Regions from separate parts of the Hordeum vulgare genome. Here region 1 is linked to region 2. A link is a contact called in public Hi-C data. All regions are on one chromosome and are shown on one strand. Each heading gives the region's core, a stretch centred on a gene start, on an enhancer-like site or on the middle of the called end of the contact. The rest is flanking DNA. Distances are from core to core; before and after follow the strand shown. Region 1 holds the start of LOC123397658. Region 2 holds the start of LOC123395596 (transcription factor E2FA-like).

The links. Hi-C and Micro-C count contacts between places; a contact is called where the count stands out from the background.
Region 1: a Hi-C map of leaf shows a contact between it and region 2, with 5 times the contacts expected there. The contact joins the promoter of LOC123397658 here to the promoter of LOC123395596 in region 2. A contact is called at or near these places in 5 of 6 Hi-C or Micro-C datasets (leaf, seedling and an unstated tissue) and 1 of 1 datasets of contacts at active chromatin or transcription factors (embryo).

What each region holds. Positions count from the first base shown.
Region 1 is chr5H:268,768,494-268,771,193 of MorexV3_pseudomolecules_assembly, forward strand. LOC123397658 reads left to right here and starts at 1,375. Exons shown (of 1, transcript XM_045092194.1): 1 at 1,375-2,484. The coding sequence starts at 1,595. The coding sequence ends at 2,254. It overlaps LOC123397659 (putative HVA22-like protein g), which reads right to left. Exons shown (of 6, transcript XM_045092195.1): 6 at 2,535-2,700.
Region 2 is chr5H:268,212,194-268,214,893 of MorexV3_pseudomolecules_assembly, forward strand. It overlaps LOC123395596 (transcription factor E2FA-like), which reads left to right and starts at 1,385. Exons shown (of 14, transcript XM_045090621.1): 1 at 1,385-1,705. The coding sequence starts at 1,544.

The DNA of each region.
Region 1 (2,700 bases), core at 125-2,624, 560 kb after region 2:
GAACTGATGCTCCGACATGAGCATATCATACATCATCTTGTTTTGCCAGGCCATTGCGAAGTTGTGTGGCATGGGAAGAGCGGCGAGATGAGGGAGGTGGATGAGCTTGGGCTGGCGGCATGAAGAGGGAGGGAGTGGATGTGGCTAGGGTTGAGGATGCCGGCCGGCTTAAGTAGCTGGACTTTGGCCTCAAGCGGCGAGCCGACGCAGCACCACGTGACATTCACACCCTCACTCGAGAAGATGCCCGTCAGACTGTTGAATTTTTGGACGATTACGTGTGGGACCCCATCGCCAGTCTGATGCGCCCGGGTCTCCTCATATCCATTCTATATTTAAAATGGATATGGAAGGTGTGGATCAGTCCGGTGTTTAGAGCAACTCCAATTGGGCGAACCATTTTGTTCGCTCGTGTCCATTTGAATCATTTAAACACCCAACAGGGCGACCCAAACAGACAACATGTCCGTCTGATGTCCGTTTCCGACCCAAACTAGGCACAAATATGGACGACAAATGGGTCGGCGGCGGACAAAAGCGTATGCCCCCGTCGGTCGCTCTCGTCCACTCGTGTCAGCCCGAGCCAGGCTTCTGCCGCCACAGCCCATCCCCGCACGTCACCGAACCTTCATTGTTGACCATGCCGCCGGCCATCTCTCCTTCCTCTCCCTTTCTCTCGTCTTCTCTCAAAATCTCTTCCTCTTCTCCCACGGGTACCAACCGCCATGGATGGTGCTGCCCGAAGCTTTGCATGCCTCCCATGGCGTGCTGGTGCCTCAACTTCGACCTCCTCCTCGCCGGATCCACCCTGCCGCATAATAACCCATGCCCCTCGAGCTCCTGCTTCCTCCCATGGCCGTCGCGTTGCCTGCATCCCTGTCCTCGCTCGATCCAAGCATCGTTGACTGCGCCGCCGTCCATGGAAGGGGAGACCTCCGTCGACGGGGAGAACTCAAGGAACTGCAGCGGACGACAGGAAGATCACCGGTTGCGACGCGTACTAGGACACTCGCGAGCTCGGTGCCCTTTGCCTTGGGCTTGGCCGCCATACGCCCTCGTCGACGTCTTTTCTGACTTGTCGCTTGATTTTGCCTCCTCGCTTGTCCGCGCAAAACATTTTGCTCGTTGGACACATTCATCGATCACGCTTGTCGGTCGCATGTCTGTTAGTCGAACAGCCGACTTAAATGGATAAAAAAAATCTATATCCATTTGGATCGAGTTGCTCTTAAGATCCGTTTGAGACGCTCATCCTCACTGATCGCTCCAGCGTGTCCGGCGGGCGTATGAGAGCATGGTTAATAGTACAGCCAGCTGCTGGCTATATGATGTTGAGGGGTTTAGGATGCCGGCTGTAATAGTGCTAAAGAGCAGCTTAAAACGCCCAAAATCCCCACGGAGAAACGCAGCAGCATGGAGAAGCACGTTCAATCGTCGCTGTGCCGACGTGGATCCAATAATTGTCGCGGGCCCACACCCCTCCACCCGAAGCCGATCTGACGAGCCGTTCCAGGCCCAGATACTACTCACTCCTCCCTCCAAACAAATTGTATGATTATTTTGACGCCCTTAGAAACTTTTTGTGCTGGATGACATGCGGGCCAGAGCAGCCTCCGACCAACTATTTTCCCATTTATATACTCGAGTGAATTGCTTCCCCCTCTCTCCCTCTCTCTCTCTCCTCTCTCCCGTTCAAAGTCGTCGTCTTGCTCTCGAGCTGTTTGATTCGATTCTTATCAATCCACCATCCTCCGTAGCTGCAGGTCCGATTATGCCATCGGCAGCGCTGGCTGCCACGCCGGTCTCTCCGTCCCCGTCGCCGTCGCCGCACCACTACCGCGGCCGGTTGCGCTCGCCGCTGGCAAACGGTGGCACCAAGGGGAACTTCGAGCTCCGGCACTGGCGCACGCCACTCAAGCGAGCTCCGTCGTGCCCCCCGCCGGGGATCGAGATCCCCAGCAACGACTACGACGGCAGAGGGAACGGGTACACCAGCCTCCGGGACATCCTATCGTCGCCGCGGTACGCGGGGGCTGGGGGCTCGCCCGCGGCCTGCGTCATCGGTGGCACCGGCAGCTGTGGGGACATACACATGATACGCCACCCGCTGGTAAAACACGCAGCGTACGCGTACCTGCAGATGACGCCGTCGGCGAGGGAGGACCCAACCCGCCGGAGCCGGCGCTGGCGCGGCCCGCTCTGCCGCCTCCTGTTCGACTGCCTCAGCTTCATCGGAGCACTCTTCCGGCCTTGACTTCTCCGCCCGGCGCACCTCCATGCGGTCCTCGTTGCACCTGAAATCTCTTCGATTTCTCTTTTCTTCTTTTCGTTTGTGCGATTAGATTTTTTCGTAGAGTTTTCCGGCTTATGTTTGGGTTGTAATTTGTGTAAATAATTTGGTAGGATTAGACACAAAGAGGAATGATAGCAACAAGAGAAATGATGAATGTCATACTACTAACAAAGCTGATTAGTCGTCATGAACTCATGATTGATGCAATAATGGAAAGTAAAATGGTCAGCACACAAGCATGTGGAAAATAATTGAAGTAAATTGATCGGTAGAAAAAAGAGACAATAAACTTATATCACAAGTCTACAACATGCTACATTCATATCTCTTCACACTGGGTCAATTGCTGGGTTTGTTTTCTATGTACTAGATTTCATCTTTCAATTTGACGACCTTTGCTTGAATCA
Region 2 (2,700 bases), core at 135-2,634:
TGGATGCCGTCATCACGCATCCATGTTTACAAACCGGCCCTCTATCCACGAACGAATGCGAGAGGAAATTTATGGGTTCGTCGACGATGCTCTTATTGACTGTTTGGAAAGAGTGGAATGATTGTTTGAGACAAGCGAGGCATATACTCTACTCTTCTATTATTTGTCTGTTATTACACTTTGTATGCATATGAATGAAGAAAGTATTTTTTATGTTTTCTATATTGCCATGACACATCCGGTGAAGCGCTACCTACGTTCACAAATATTGAGTATTAGATATTTCAATATGAATTATATACACACACAAAATAAATGAACAAACACACTAAAACAATAAAATATGTTTGTATACATTTGATTTAGGAAAAAGGTAAGAAAATATTATATTAGTATTCATATTTTTCTAAACACAATATAGACGAAACGCTTATATACACGTCCATACATTCACCCCATATGAATGCATATATACACACTCTATCCTTATGAACACCTCTGAGAGACTGGGTCGGCATGTCATATTGAGATTTACAAAAGTCAGCATAGACGCATCGTCGTCGACCGTAACGTCTCTTTCTACTAAAAATCGTGTAGCGTGTTTATTAGAGGAAGTACAATAGTATAGCAAGCTGCTGGTTATAAGCTATTGCCATGTCATCTATAGTCCATCTTATAGTGAACATGTATAATGGTTTATTGTAAAAGTGTACTGCTTCTTTATTATATGATCCATCTTTCATACTCACAAAATACCTATGAACACGTGCTAGTGCTGGCTCTTAGCTAAGAGCACACTTACTTTTTTTTTTTTCCTTCTTTTAACTAAAAAAATATATTAATTTATTTTTTATATCCAGCTGACTCAGGTCTACGTTACCTGCTCTTCAGCGTGGACGTAGCGAGCAGCTTTGTGTGCGTGTAAGCATTGGGGCGCATTCATTTAGCCGTGGGCGCGCCGGCTTGAACCAATCAGGAGTCTCCGCGCCAAAAACCCAAAACCAGCGCGCGCTCGAGCTGGTGGTTGACCCACGCGTCAGGGGAACGCCACAAGCGCCGCGGCGGGAAAATAAAAGCGCGCGCATCTCTCCACGGAACCCGGGCCCCACACAGTTGGACGTTCTCCTCGCTTTATTTATTTTTCATTTCAACAGAGACGTTTTCCTTGCTGCCACGTTTCACTACGAAGTGTACATCGCCACTCACTCTTGTTCGATGCTCTCATTTCTCTCAGTGAAGAAGCCAAATGCTTATTTCATTCGAACAAGATCATAGTAAAAGGTTGTATGGAAAAAAAGAAACCGCTTACATTTCCCGTCCCAGTCCTCTAAAACAGTGCCCCATCTTCTCTCCGAGACCATAACTTTCATCCCCCACTACCCAAACCACAATTTTCCCTCCTTTCCTGCCCCCTCACCCCCTCCTTTCCCTCGTTTTCTCCCCCTCTGCCGCCAAAAATCCTCAGATCCAAACCCTAAGCGCCCCGCCCCGCCCCGCGCCCGGCCCGATCCATCCGCTGCTCCGCGCCGCTCCTCGAATCACCATGGCGGCCGCCGGCGGCGGGACCAGCAGCGAGGGCGCGGCGCGCGTGCTGCTGCAGCGCTACCAGCCGTTCGGGTCGCCACCTGGCGAGTACCACCATTTCGGCCCGGCCGACGGCGGCGCCAGCGCCGAGATGACGGAGGCCGTCGTCCTCAGGACGCCAGTGAGTTGGGGTGGGCTTGTCAAGGAGCTTTCTCAATGGATTCACTGTTTCGGTTCTTCAGTTGGATGCTTATAGGACGCAACTCGCCCCGTCCCGTCCAGCTCACCACGAGGGGAGCTCATCTGAGCCGCCGCGGTAGATCGGGCGTAGCAATGCTTGAGCGTGTCACTGTAGATTTGGGAAAGGCCAAGCTGGGGTGGAGGGGAATGGTTGTTTTTGGATGTGTTGGAGGCGAAATTGCTGTGGGTTGTGGCGCACTCCAGTAAAGCTTTTATTTACAATGCATTTCACTATTTCTAGAAGAGTGTCTAAGGTGGAATCTGAACGAACTAAATATGTGGAGATTGGTAAGATTTGATGGGAAGGCCCATGTTATTCTACTTAGTCACGCTTTCTTACGAGCCATCCTCCTACAAAGCATATAATGTTCCCAGCTGCTCTCAATTGACGCCTTACTTCATTTTACTCCTCGCAACCTATAGTGGCTCAAGCTATTAGATTGTGTAGCATGTTGTGCTGGCTTGGAAACCTCAAAGCTAAGACATTCTCCACAACTCTCATAATTGAGGTGTGGACTATGTTATGAGTTTCATCCTTTAGCTAAATTCACCACTGTGAAAACAGGCAGAACATTTTATAATTTACTGAAAGAGCTACAGAGATAATATAAACTTAACAAAAACAGTGTCTTCTGACTGAAAAAACCCATCACTGTTTCATGGCAGTTGTTATGACTTGTCTTGTTAATTTATTGGTTGATACGGTACAATTCCAGGGTATAAAACTATCAAATCATATTCCAGTAACTTCCCTAGGGTCCATTACTAACAATTACACTTCTAATTATTTCGTTCCAGAACCCTATTCTCTTATGGCTCTTTCCCCCCTTAGCTGATTCTCTTGAATCCTACATGCTTTATTGACGCTGCATTCTTGCAGTAGCTGCAGAAAACTTGGACATCATTTGTTAACTACTCTCTCTGGAAACTAATATA